2 separate regions of the Mus musculus genome follow, and region 2 is linked to region 1. The links are chromatin contacts, called in public promoter capture Hi-C maps. All regions are on one chromosome and are shown on one strand. The core of a region is the stretch at or near the end of the contact, and the rest is flanking DNA. Distances in the headings are between cores, read along the strand shown.

Region 1 (7,319 bases), core at 42-2,541:
TTACAGCTCATTTCAAAGTGCACCTGCCTTTCCTTAACCCAAGAAAAGGTATTTTCAGAATTGTATCCACCACCAGACCCACGCTTTTTTTCCTCTGGGCCCCAAGCCTCCTTTCTTCCCACAACCCTGTCCGCACCATTTAGTCCAAACTGCTCACCTTATTAATCCGTTTCAGCGCCATAGTCTGTGCTTTTCGCCGGGCTCCTCACTATCCCGAGGTGTACTCAAAGGTCCGGCCAAAATTCTTGATTATCCCGGCGGCGGGGAAGGGTTGTCTCTTCTTCTCACACCGGCTCTGCCAGACACAGGCGCCTTTTTGCAAAAACGGAGCAGGTCAGCGACTCGCCAGGGCCTCGGAGAAACCCTGCTGACTCCAGAACCCTGAAAACCGCCGCGATCCCGGCAGGGCGGGGCGGGGTGGCGGAGCCACCAGCTACCGAGATCCGCGCTTCGCCCCAGAGAGGGCGAGAGGGTGACGGGAAGCGCCGAGAGGTGGTTACAAGTTTAACTTCCCGGCCTCTTGAAAGGAAGACGAGCCCCGGGTGGGAGAGGAAGAGGCGGAGGAGAAAGGGGTGGGTGCGGGGCAGGGTCCAGAGCCGGGCAGAGGAGGAGCCGGGGCCTAGTCGGCGCTAGGCCGGCGTCACTCGGGCAGAGAAAGGCAAGGGGGAGGGGAGCGGGCGGCTCCGGACCGACGCCGGGCTCCTTTCGGTTTCGGCTCCAAGGGACAGCGAGCCAGCACAAGGCAATGGGCCCCGGGTGCGCTCCCGTCCCCACGGCGAGGGCTGTTCTGGGTCGCCCCTGACACCACCGTACTCTCCGCCTCGCAGCGCGCTCCTGCGTGCGCGCGCCCGCCCGCTCGCTCGCCCGCCACCTCGCCACCACGCGCCCGGCGGCCGCGGAGCTCCGGCGCGAGGACGCGCCCATGCCCCCTCCCCCTGCGGCCGGGCCCCGGCTCCGCCGCCGGCCTCTCCCCACCCTACCCCACCCAGCCGCGAGGGCTGCCCGCTCGGGCCGCCCACAGCCCCCCGGGCACCGCGCCGGCCCCGGCCCGTCTCCCTCCCCTTTCCCGAGCTGTCCACACCCACGCGTACAGAGGGCCGGGGCCTCCCTCGAGCTGCGGCCTCGGCCTCCTCCCCGCGCGGCAGCTGGTGCCTCCCCGGCCCTACGGGGCTCACGCGCACGGCACAGCCACAAGATGTCCGCTCTGACGGAACTACTGCCAGCTGCCACGCTCCGCCCCTCCCCCCGCCTATTCACCGCCGCGTATCCGTCCGCCAACGCCGCCGTCGCGAGCGCGGGGCGAGCCGAGGGGTTCAGGGGGGAGCGGTTTGCTTCCCTCGCTCGGGCCGAGTGGACGTGCCGCCCGCTTGCCGTCTCCCTGTCGGAACAGCACCTTCTCGCTAAAGCGATCGGAGGTCGGGCCGGGAGGGCGGGGGACGGAGGCGGGTCATGGGCTGAGGGGGAGGGTAGGCGAGTGGCGGAAACCCTTAAATTCAGAGAAGCATCGAGAACCGGAAGGAGACCTTAGGAGGAAGGTAATGGAAGCGGCAGCTGCGCGGTCGAGGCCCCACGCCCCTCCCTGAGTGGCCCCCCGTTTCCTCACTTGGGATGGAGGTGGCGGATCTCGCGAGAACCTCGTGGCAGGCTCGCAGCAGCTCCGGGTCTGCAATGACTTAAGGGCAGTTTTGTGCTCTCTTCCTGGCTCGGGACCCGCCCCCAAATCCGCAAGTTATCGCGAGATGCGCCGGCAACCCCCCCCCTGGGCTCTTACTGGGCGGGTCTTGCGAGGGAAGCACCGCCCCTGAGTGCTTATGCTAGTGGGCGGGGGAGGAAATGGAATTCCCCCGACCGGCCGGCCGTCGCGCGCCGACACGGCCCTCCCCCGGGCGTCCAATCGGGGAGGTGCTGTGGGCGGGGCCGCGGGGTGACTAGATGCCTTAGTCAAGGTGGAGCCGGTTCACGGCTTCTGCCGGCCCAGGTGATGGAGATTTCTTCCCGTGCTCCTCAGAGAGGGCTGAGCAGCGCGAAGAAGCTCCCCTCAAATTAGGAACAGCAAATTAAAAGATCCAGGCTGAGTGCTGATCGCACCGCCAAGTGCGGACACATGCGCGTTGTTAACCCCGAGGGGCCAATCTGAGAGCAGCGGCCTGCAGGGTTCTGCGTTTGCATAGCCTTAACAATACAGCTTTATTGTGATCGGATTGGGTAGAGCCTTAGGTATGGAACCGCAAGAGGAATATCCTAGAATCGTCTTTTCCTTCTGCTGTTTCAGTTTTTGAGCCCCAAAGTGACAAAATACTAGGGAATCGGTCTGGATTAAATCCTGGGGGTGAGATCTGTTAAGTGTGCCACTGCCCTGTTTTAGTCTGCCCTGCATAAAATGTAGAGGGCCGTTTGTCATCGAGAGTACTCTTTGGGTAAAAAGTAAGACTTTAACTTTTGAAAGACATTCAAAAAGATCAATATGTTTAGGTTTTCTAGCATCCTTAAACGACCCTACTTAAAGTGGAGGTCCTTCAGGACTACGTGGAAATAATTTGAATTTTGAGAACCTGTTGCAGGCAATATTCCGCAAGTAAAATGATAAAAGTCAATGTATAGCCGAAGAGTGACGGTGTATACCATAGGTAATATCACTGGAGCAGTTAACGGAATGCAGCTGCCTCAGCTACTCGCCATAGGAACCACCTGGAGTCTTGTTTAAAATGCTGATTTTATTTAGTAGGCCCGAGATTATACTTACAACAAGCAGCCAAGTGATAGAGATTACTTCATCAGAACCATTTTCTGAGTTAGTAAACCCTCAGTACTTACCTCGTGCCCTACGGGACACCTCTGACTTTCTCCTCCCTGAACAGCCCATTGTTCTCTCCTGGCTAACCAGTAGACACAAAGCAAAGAGCTAAGCATGGGGGTGGGAGGAGAACCCCAGATCTGAGTTCTTGCTTACGGCTTTCTATTTATGATAGTGGTCTGGTTCCACATATTATAGTTTTGTTTCTTCACCACCAAGTTAGATGTAATAATGCCCGCCCTTTGTCACTGAGTTGCTGTGTTTTAAATGTCATAATGTGAAAGGACACTGTAGGCTGTTACTGGTTATATCAATGCTGTTTTAAGATAGCGTACAAATAATGGGTTTCCCTGTGACAGTGTCATGTATATGTCACACTTTGTTCTTGTTACCCCCTACACACACTGCTGCTCCTCCTTGCTATCAGTCACAACTCAGCTATTTAACTGGCCAGAGAGAAATATGAAACATTTTGAAATATATGTATATATAATAAAATAGATTATATCTATGAAAATTATGTGCCGGGCATGACACTTGTTTTCTTTTACAAATGAAGAAACTGGGCACAGATTGCTATTACACCAAGGGGACAGAGCTATTAAGTGGGAGAAGTGGAATTTGAATGTAAGTATTCAATTTCAGAGTACTTACTGGACTGAGTCTTATAGAACACGAAGTTTTCTATTTGTGTTTTAAATTGACAGCTGAATTCGTTTGTTTGGCTTCTTTTCCCCTTTGTTTTGTACTTTCAGAAGCCAGGGTGCACAGATTAGTGAGGAACCTAACTGGAACCTACCAACTAGAAACTCAACATACAGGGAGGACAATGAAGTAACCTTCAAAGAAACCAGTTCCTGTTGCCCTAATCTAACAAGTTTCAACAAAGAAGTACACTAAAACTTTACTGCTATGCAATAAAGCACAGCAAACTGGGAAAAATTGTGGTCAGAGTTCTTATATCTAAAAGTATGTGGGCAGTTCAGTAGAGCTGTTGACCCTGCTCAAAATAATGTTTCATATGTGAAAACACCCTCACATACACTGAAATTCATACTCTAGAGTGAGACATTGGAAGTAGTCAGTTTTAAAGAAAAGCAAACATGGTATGAGTAATTTTAATAGACACTATACTAGGTCTAGGACTATAGGTCAATTGGTACAGTGTCTGTTTAGCATGCATGAGGCCCAAGGTTCAGTTCCTAGCACCTATGAACAGGAATGGAGCCGCACAGCCATAATCCCAGCACTTGAAGTTGAGTGGGGCTGGGGGTTGGAGTGTCTCCTTACCTTGTATCTAGTTCAAGGTCTGCTTGAGATGTGTAAGACCCTAACTGAAGAAATAAAACACAGTAGGGTCTAGTTGGTTAATAAAGACCCAAACTTTGAATTGATGATAAGGTAAATGGTGTGTCTAGTATTTATTAGAATTGTAATGTGGTGATACAAACTTACACACATGAAAAGTAGGTTTGGCTAATACTCTGTGTTTATCTCCTACATCATTAGTTGAAGACATGCAAAGTGATTAGGAAAAGATAAGATACAGAATTTTAACTGGGCATAGAATTGAAGGCCTGTAATCCCAACCTTTGGAGGTAGACGCAGAACCTAAGAGTTTGATGACAGGAGTTGGAGAGATGGATGAAGAGTTAAGAACTCTTGTTGCTCTTCCAGAGAACCAGGTTCAGTACCCAGCATCTTCATGGTGGTTCACAATCATCAGTAACTCCAGTTCCAGTGGATCTGATGCCTTCTGGCCTCCGTGGGCAACAGGTATGCATGTAAGATAGAAATACATATTAAACACACACACACACACACACACACGCACACGTAGGTAAAACATTCATACCATAAAAATTTGAGGCCAGCATATATGACTACACTGTCTAAAACAAAAAAAAAGTGTACCCTTACTCAATATATACCATATACAGAATAAAGTATTTATATGAATTTCTATTTGAAGTTCATTTGCATATCCTGCAAAAAGGTGATTTGAAGCCTAAGTGAAACAAATATGTGGTTTTCATAAAAATACAACTAATTTTATACTCTAATTTAAAATATCATTTTGTAAGGTTGAGTGAACTTCCTTCAGGGAGTTGTATTTGGCTGGGCGTGGTGTCATCCCTCTAATTCTGGCACTGGGGAACGGAGGAAGGAGCGCACCAGCTAGAGCCAACCTGGGCTATGGAATGGCATTGCTTTTAAACGGAAGCTGTGCTTCATGTTGAGAACAGTATTTTGACATTAAATTGGTAGGGTTCAGGCTGTAATGAGCCATGCACAAATCTTTGTGATTAAAAAATAGTGTTTTTCTCCATACAAAACATATATATAAATGTTCATAGTAGTTAAATCATAACATTCAAAAACAAGCAACCCAGATCCTTTCCAGTTGATTTAGGTTATTCATCAATGAAACAGAATTGCACTGAACAGAAGAGAATGCTGGCATATAGTAGCACACACTTGTAATCCTAGGAATAAGGGAGGATCGTGAGTTTTAAGGTCGGCCTGGGCTACTCCTGAGGTCTAGGCCAGGCTAGATGAGGTATGCAGAAAGAAGTGGGAAGGAAAACATTACAAGCCCATTTAAACTATTCGTGAAGGAATCCCAGCAAACGAAAATGGAAGCAAGAAAGCTTTTTTTCCTTTTTTTGGCATGAATATACTTTCTTATACATATGTGTGTGCACACAATTAAGCAATCACCTTTCTTACTGCCATCTTATACAAGACTTATTAGCACTTCATCAGTATTTTAAATATTGTTAATTTCATCGAGTAGTCCAGTTAGAAGAAAAGTAAATATTACTCAAGGGCCTTGTCTGGGGAAGGGACAGTGCCCCCAAAGCAATATGTAAAATACTATGATGCCCAACCTTGATGGAACACTCAGCTTGACTGGGTAGAGGGATGCCCACATGGTTGGTAAAACATTATTTCTGGTGTATCCATGGTATGTTCTTGGAAAAGCTTATCCTTTGAATCAATGAACTGAGACCAAAGACTGGCCTCAACACAAATAAGAAAATTTCAATCCATGTAGATTCTGAATAAAATAAACTGGCAGAGGAATGGAAATTTGTTTCTTATATTCACCTTCTCTGGCCCTCAGATGGACACCAATACTTCTGGATTTCTGACCTTTGGATTCACTAGGAAGCTTTTATTGCAGTCTCTTCACCCCCCCCCCCCACCCCCCAGGCCTTCAGACTACAGCTGAATTCTGCCACTTGCTCATCATTTAAGCAGCATATTTTCGGACTTTGTGATCTCCAAGATAGTGTCAGAGCCATTTCCACTGTTTCTTTAGGAAACTCTAATTACTGTGTTCCTCTTTTCTCAAGCATAGCAGGACTATTGCCTTAGAACACAGAATTCATTGTTACATTATTATACTCACTGTTTCATAAAACTTATTTTGTATTTGTTAGCTTGCAATACTGTCTCTATAACATTGTTCCTATATCTGAAAGTTATTCTGCTGTTCAGCCAACATTTATTTACAAGTACAGTTTTTAAAAACAAGCTCAGAGGTTGTTTTAAAAATAACCATTGTGAGATGGTTCAGTAGTTTAAAGCACTGGCCTCTCTTCCAAAGGACCTGGGTTCTATTCCCAGCACCCACTTTGTGGTTCACAGCCATCTGTAACTGCAGGCCTATGGGATTAAATGCCCTCTTTTGGCAACCACAGGCACCAGAATACATGCAGTGCACAGATGTATATAAGTAAAATACCCATACCCTTAAAAATAAAAAAGACAAAACATCAAATCCACTTATAATCCAAGACAGCTTTTGATGTGGGATCCAATAGGTTAAGTGCCTATCCATAACTGTCACCCAGTGACCTTTATACATTTGAATAGGTTGCATGGGGTTCTTGAAAGAAATGTTATGTTATGGTTCTTTGGTTTTGTTTCCTTTAAGATTAGGCCTAACTATGTAGCTCAAGCTGACCTCAAAGTCATTATGTTATGAACTGGCCTAAAAGTTAAGAATTTTCTGCATCTGCTTCTGGAGTGCTGATTTTATAGGGATGTATCACCATGCCTGACTCAGACAAACGGTTTCTAGCCAGAATAGTATTCATGTATCTTAACTTTTTTTAATTTTTAAATTTTTATTTTTTAAAAGACAGGGTTTTTACAAAGCCCTGGCCATCAATGGAACTATGTAGGCCAGGCTGGTCTCAAATCACAAAGATCTGCTTGCCTTTATCTCCCTAGCACAGAGATTGAACTATCCTGGGCTTAAACCAAGGGAGTTAATCAGAGAATATGTCTGTGAGAAAAAAAAAGTTGTCATTAAGTGAAAAAGTAGGACAAAGCTGGAAACAAAAAAAGGGAAAGTTCATAGGAGATAAATAAACAGTGAGAGTATCAAGATGACTTAGGAAGTTTGGGAAGCAGTAAGTATTTTGCTGTGTGTGCCTATATATGCAGTCGTGTACATGCACCCTCGAGACAAGACTGCAATGTGGGATTCAATCTTGAGTTCTGAAGTGGATGT
Region 2 (7,018 bases), core at 2,796-5,295, 3.1 Mb before region 1:
TAGCTATTGCAAGAGGGCCAAGGCCCAACGTAAGGAATCATGACAGAAGGGGCTCATAAATTGAGCCAGAGCCACACATAAACAACATGTTTTGAACATTGCAGGTGATATATATATATATATATATATATATATATATATATATATATTCCCCAGTTTGGGTTTGTTTGATATAGGATCGGTTTTGTAGATATGCCAACTTCTTCATGGTTCATATAAGAAAATGTACAAAATTGATTTGTACTTTCCTGTATATTTTCTGTATATTAGACAACATGTTTCTCCATTGTAAGGTTACTGTCTTTCCTTTTAAATGTTTTATAGGGAATTATATAATGAGCTATGTAAAGATATGGTGAACTGCAAAAGCCCTTTGATTCAGCAAGTGAAAGAGGAGACACACAAAGTCCTAGGGTGCTTACTGATACCTTTATAGTAAATGACAATTAAAAATAGCCTGTATTCCCATTATTAGTGTCTTTGGTTTAGAAAATTATTCATACAATAGAATATATGCAGTCACTAAAGTCTGAGAGAAAAGTGTATTAGTAACAATAAAAATAAGTCTACAATACAGTAATGAAAGCAAGTAAATACATTGCATTATATGGTTCAGTTAAAATATATTTTATAAATTTGTGTGGTATATATGTGCATTTGCACCTGGGTTGTGTGGTGGTCTGAATAGGTTTGACCACCGTAGATCCATGTGTTTGACTGCTTCGCTCATAAGGGAGTGGCACTATTAGGAGGTGTGGTCTTGTTGGAGGAGGTACATCACTGTGTAGGCGGGCTTAGAGGTCTCCTATGCTCAAGCTTCACCCAGTGTGGAACAGTTTCTTTTTGGCTGCTTTCCGATCAAGATAAGAACACTCAGTTCCTCCAGCATCCTACCTGCCTGCATGCTGCCATGCTTCCCGCCATGATGGCAATGGACTAAGCCTCTAGAACTGTAAGCCAGCCCCAATGAAGTGTTTTCTCTTATAAAAGTTGCCTTAGTCATGGTGTCTCTTCACAGCTATAACACTGACTAAGGCAGGGTGCATGTTGGGAATCAGAGGACAACTTTGTGCAGTTACCTCCCCCCTTCCACCTCTCCATACGTTCTTGGACTGGGGTCACGATGTTTGAAGGGCAAGAGCTCTTACCACTGAGCCATCTTGCCAGTCTTCTCTATATATTTTATACGTATTAGGACTTGATGAGCCTTTCAGTTGTGACCCTTTTTGCCTGTGACCCTATTTACCCAACCTTAAGTATAGAGGTATATATAACCGTATACAAACCAGACATTCACTGATAGTAAATTCCAAAGACCTTTACTTTGGTTCTTTAGGGCCAGTAAGATGGCTCAGCTGGTAAAGGCACTTGATGCCAGGTCAGCCTGTGTGTATTCCATCATTGGGAGTCACATGGTAAAAGGAGAGAAACAACCCTCCAACATGTCCCCCGACCTCCAAATGCCTGCCACAGTGTGGGTCAACACAACATACACATACTATTCTTTTTCATATGTAGAATAATTTTTAAAGGATATTTAAAATATATTTTAATTCATGTGTATGTATCTGTGTGAGTATCTGTGTGTGTACAGATGACCATGGGCAGCAGAAGAGGGAGAAGGACCCCCAGGGGCTACAGTCACAGTGGTTGTGAGCTACCTGACACAGGTGCTGAGAACTGAACTCAGGTCCTCTGCAAGAGCAGGAAGCTCTCTTAAGTGCTGAGCCATCTCTCCAGCCCCTAGAAAAATTTAACATAATACCTTTTATTAAAGATAAGAGCAAATTTGCTCTATTGAGACATGTGTGCTTGTTTATTCTACATAAAGAAATCTAGAACTGGGTGTAGTAGCTCTTGCCTTTAATCCCAGCACTCAGGAGGCAGAAGTGGATCTCTGTGAGTTGGAGGCCAACCTGGTCTACAGAGCAAGTTACAGGACAGCCAGGACCAGGACTACAGAGAGGAAACCCTGTCTAGAAAAACCAAAGAACAACAATGGGGGGGGGGGAGAGAGAGAGAGAGAGAGAGAGAAGAGAGTGGGGGAGAGGGAAGGAAGCTTGGTAGAATATTTGACACTATAGGTCATAAAGTATCTTTAGTTTTTCATAGTTGATTAGTATCTTTTTTTTTTTTTTTTTGGTTTTTCGAGACAGGGTTCCTCTGTGTAGCCCTGACTGTCCTGGAACTCACTCTGTAGACCAGGCTGGCCTCAAACTCAGAGATCCGCCTGCCTCTGCCTCCTGAGTGCTGGGATTAAAGGCGTGTGCCACCACGCCCGGTTTGATTAGTATCTTGATTTATAGTTGTCAATGTTGAGAACGCTGTTTCTCATGGTTCAAATAGCAGAAGTCTCTTTTTGTCTGTTTAAAAAATTGTTGGAAATTCTGTTCAATCCAAACCAAAGACCACTTAATAACTTTTTCAAAATGAAATTAAAGTCAGTAACTCAAAACAGCAATGCCTGGACGCAAATATTCAATTCTCTATGCAGAGTTCTAGCCACTATAGGATTGCTGCTATTGAGGCTAACTCAATCCAAAGACAACCTGATTGGATACATAATGAAGAATGACAGAAGAATACTAGATGTCTCTGTCTTCTGTAAAGAAACCAGGATGTGTTTGTCACTGCCTATGTGACAGCACCCGCAATACAGAGTGTACGTGCAGTGGATGCAGGATCAGACTGCAGAGAAGTCCAATGCACATGCTGAGTGTTGCGTTTAATTCTGAAATAACTTTTGGTTGTTAGGCTGTCAAAAACTGCTTACTATTGCCAAAAATTTTGTTACTCCATATTTAGAAGTTGAGAGCCACAGTTTAGGAAGCTGGGATTTATACAGTTAGATGTCATATACAAACATATACACATATGCAGTCACTAATTTTCTTAAATGTATACATTTTTATTAAAAGTTTACAGTGGTTGGTTATACAGGAAAAGTTATTCAAGAAAACATGAGCTTTTCTGGTGTATTAAGGTGGAAAAGATTTTTTTAAAAGTCACAGCATTCCTCTAGCAACAAACAAACAAAAAAAAAAAATAGAAAACGGCAGTTGTTGTCTACTGATTATGTGTTTGAAAGATTTAGGCTACCGGGTTGTATCTGATAAACTCTAGAGCCTTTTAATTCTCGCATTTCTTTTCTTTTCTCTTTTGGTTTGTTTTCTGAGACAGGGTTTCTATGGGTAACCCTGGCTATCCAAGAACTTACTCTGTAGACCAGGCTGGCCTCCAACTCAGAGAGATCTGCCTGCCTCTAGATCTGAGTGCTAGGTTTAAAGTTTGGCATGCGCTACCACTACCCGGCTAACCCCCCTCAATTCTTGATTGGTGGAATTCGCTCAAACTATAAAATCAGATAATATATATATATTTTAAATCATCGATATTGAACTATCTGGCAGCTACTAGCGCTATGTATTTCAATAGCGGGGTGTGGAAAGACATGAGGAAGAGCGTATTTCAGTCCCATCTCGGTCCATTGATATTTTTTTAAGAATGAGCGTAATTTTTTCTTTCTTTTTTATTTTGAGGAGAACACTGGCAGAGAGAAGCGGAACTCAGAAAAGGGAATTAGTCCCCAAGAAGCTCCCGGCGAACCAAACTGAGGAATCCACGCCCTTCCCAACCACCTGCGAGTGAATGAAACACCGAAGGCTCAAGAATTTCACGCTCGGGGTCCCAACGTCATGGGGTGTAGGATCTCCGCTGACCCCACGTGGCGTCGCCGCCACCGCAAGCCTTGGGGCGGGGCAGGGGAGGCGGCGTAAAGGCTGCCGGGCGGGTCGCCACTACGCGTGCGCGGAGAGGGCGTGGCTGTCAGGGCGGGGGGTCGGCCGAACCGGAGGGAGGGGCGGGGCAGCAGGTGAGCGCGCGCTAAGGGGCGGGGCCCTGGCCGCGCGTGCGCGGAGGGGGGCGGGGGCGCGCTGCGTAGGGGCGGGCCCTGGTCCTCCCGGTCCGGCGCCTAGGCCTGCCATCGGAGCTCCTCCCCGGCTGGGTCCCTCTCCCCGCCCTGTGGCGGTTCCTCCCTCCTCCGGCAGCCAGGCAGCATGGCGGCGGTGGAGACGCGGGTGTGCGAGACGGACGGCTGCAGCAGCGAGGCCAAGCTCCAGTGTCCCACCTGCATCAAGCTGGGCATCCAGGGCTCGTACTTCTGCTCGCAGGTAGCCGCCCACCCCGCGCCCCTCCGGTCCTCCGCCTCTGGGCCTTGTCGCCTCCCGCTCGGGCCTCCGAGCGGCCCGGGCCTCGGGAGCCGGGAGCCCGGCCGCCGGCGCTCTCGGGGGCGGAAGCTGACCTGCGGCGGGTTCGGGCCAGGCCTCCGCGGTCCCGTGGGCGGCCAGGTGTGTGCGCAGGTAGGGACGCGCGGGAGCCGGTAGCCCAAGACCTCCGCCGAGCCGGGGTCGGGTCTGGACGCCGCTGGCCGCGCTCCCGGGGCTTCTCTCCGGTGTCTCTGCAATCCCGGACGGAGACGGAAGCGACCTGCCGGGGCCTGGGGGTGGCTGCAGTCTCCCGTAGAGGAGAGCTGTTTCAGTCTCACTTCTTTTGTGTTTTACTACCGCGCTTTGACATTTAAGTAACTTTGAGTGTAGGCGTGGAGAGAGGTCGGTGTAATTCATTCTTTTCCGTTGGCATCTCAGATTATTAATTTGAGAACCGGTAAGGTAAAGAGATGAGTCACTTCTGTTACTGAAGTTCCTGGAGTAGAAAGGACAGTCCCGCAGGGGTTGTGCTTCAAGGCTCCGACGTAGTTTTTGTGCAACTGAGCAAACCTAGCACTGAGTGGGGCCCTGACAGAAGTGTGTATTTATTGAACAGTATTTGTGTCCCATCGCGTTTCTAGACTCAGAATAATGGCAAGGCAAGTAGTAGATGGTTATTAGGCTCTTAGTTACAATTTGTTGAGGAGAAGAATATAAGTACGTTGGTAATAAACTGACAGGTTCCTGGGAGAGGGGAGTTAATAGGCCAAAGACCTTGGCATGCTAGTTTTTCTGAGAGCTTGAGTAAGTGAAATTACTTAAGTTCCCCAGTTTCAGTGTTACTCTATACAGAGAGAATGAGGGTACCTTTCATTCTGTATTGTACAAGATTGTGCTGACAATGAAATTAAGGAAGACCCTGTAGCCCTATCATTTAGAGACGTTTTGTTTTTTAAAGGATTCCACTACAATTTAATGCTGGTATCTAGATAAAGTTGAAGAAGAATAATTATGTCACCAGTGGTAAGTGATACATGCCTTTAATCGCAGCACTTGGGAGTCAGGCAGGCAAATCTGTCAGTTCTAGGTCAGCCTGGTGTACAAGCAAGTTCCAGGACGGCCAGGGTTCTGGGGTGGGGGCGGGGGTGGGGTGGGGGGAAGAATAGTTATATGAAAATAGCAAAACCAACTATTTTCTAAGATAAAATAGATGGAAAGATAAAATAAGATGAAGCCAATGATTAAAAGCCTTAGCAATTGTAGTAAACCATTGCAAGAGTCCTTCACTATTGTATGATCTTGCCTTTAGAGAGTATATGACCCTTGACCTTGCTGACATCACTTTCCAAGCTTTGCACTTGGAGGAGAGAGACCTGAAAATAGCCTTGGAGCTATTAACCTGGTGCAGGGCCTCTTGTGGCTTTAATGTTTTCCAGTTTAACTTAGTGAGTTCTGTGTGGAATCTGGATTTAAAACAAAAATTTGCTATGAAAATTGTGTGCCATCTGACTAGATCAATGTATATAGTTCGTATTCAGGGGTTTCAAGTTGAGAGGCGCTAGGTGTGGTGGCATACACCTTTAATCCCGGTGCTTTGGAGGCAGAAGCTGGCAGAACTCTACTAGGCCAACCTGGTTTACCTAGTGAATTTTAAGGCCAGCCCTTGCTAAATAATGAGACTCTTATCTCAAAAAAAGAGAAAGAAAACGAACAAAAAATGGCTGGGCTGGAGAGATGGCTCAGTGGTTAAGAGCACTTTCTGCTCTTTGAGGGGACCTAAGTTCAGTTCCCAGCACCACGTGGTTCTCACAAACTTCTCAGGCACCAGGCACATAGCGCACAGGCACACTTGAAGGCAGAGCATCCATACACATAAAATAGAAATGAAATCTTAAAAACCATTGGGTGGCATGCATGGGTTAATGTGTACTGACACTAGCTCCCAAATTGATTATCCAGTACCAAGAGGTCAGCTCAGAAATCACATACACATTAGGATCCTTATATGGACTGAGAAGGTCATATTTATATGTTTACAAACACACACACACACACACACACACAAACACATACACACACACACACAATTACAAAGTTATAGAGGCCATGAAATTAAGAGCAAGGAGGTTTATGGGAAGGGTTGGAGGGAGGAAAGAGAAGTGGGGAAGACAGCATAGTTACAAATTATGGAATATATAAATGCTTAAAAGCATACTGTCCATCGAGCATAGGTGGCATTCTGTTGGAACGAGTAGAGCATCCGAGATCTCTATGAGTGTAGTCTGTGCTGGAGTCTGTATGTGTATACTAGTATTACTGATAGCCATGAAATCAAATATACCCACTCCCATGGCTAGCTTGTGAAATTTGTCACTGAGTCAGTTGTAGCAGTTCCTCTCTCCACTGTAATTCCTCACTTTATAGACGAACCACTCAGACAGGACCAGACTAGGTCTGAGTGTCCGAGTCGGCTTTCCCACGGTTGGCTCCTGCATATGCAGTAATGAGCTTCTTACTGTTGTAGGTTCTGAGTCCACATTAGAGCAGCTCTTCTCACACGAGGCGGGTCGCCTGCTGTAGTAAGGGCTGTGTCCATATTCTTTACTTACCCAAAATAGTGTCCTCTGGAGTCACAGCTCTTCTGTCAGCCCCACCTTGATGGAGTCACTGTAACTTTTCCTAAACACAGTTACAAGGTGCTGAACCTAAGGCTTTTCCTCACCATCGGGTGTGTTCTTTTCAGGTTTCTTCCCCTCCTCTCACTCTTCGGTTCCCTAATATTGGCCAGCTTGTCTTTGGAACCAAACCAAGCC

What was found. Promoter capture Hi-C pulls out the DNA fragments that hold promoters and counts their contacts.
Region 2: a promoter capture Hi-C map of pre-B cells shows a contact between it and region 1. The contact joins the promoter of Metap1 here to the promoter of 4930539J05Rik in region 1. A contact is called at or near these places in 4 of 39 promoter capture datasets (cranial neural crest, frontonasal cranial neural crest, liver and 1 more) and 1 of 484 Hi-C or Micro-C datasets (embryonic stem cells).

What each region holds. Positions count from the first base shown.
Region 1 is chr3:135,432,637-135,439,955 of GRCm38.p6, reverse strand. 4930539J05Rik (RIKEN cDNA 4930539J05 gene) reads left to right here and starts at 1,291. Exons shown (of 3, transcript NR_030689.1): 1 at 1,291-1,535; 2 at 3,354-3,421; 3 at 3,550-3,736. Ube2d3 (ubiquitin-conjugating enzyme E2D 3) reads right to left here and starts at 830. Exons shown (of 7, transcript NM_001356597.1): 1 at 158-830. The coding sequence starts at 181.
Region 2 is chr3:138,486,409-138,493,426 of GRCm38.p6, reverse strand. Metap1 (methionyl aminopeptidase 1) reads left to right here and starts at 4,045. Exons shown (of 11, transcript NM_175224.4): 1 at 4,045-4,169. The coding sequence starts at 4,056. Gm32553 (a long non-coding RNA gene) reads left to right here and starts at 5,366. Exons shown (of 2, transcript XR_001784010.2): 1 at 5,366-7,018.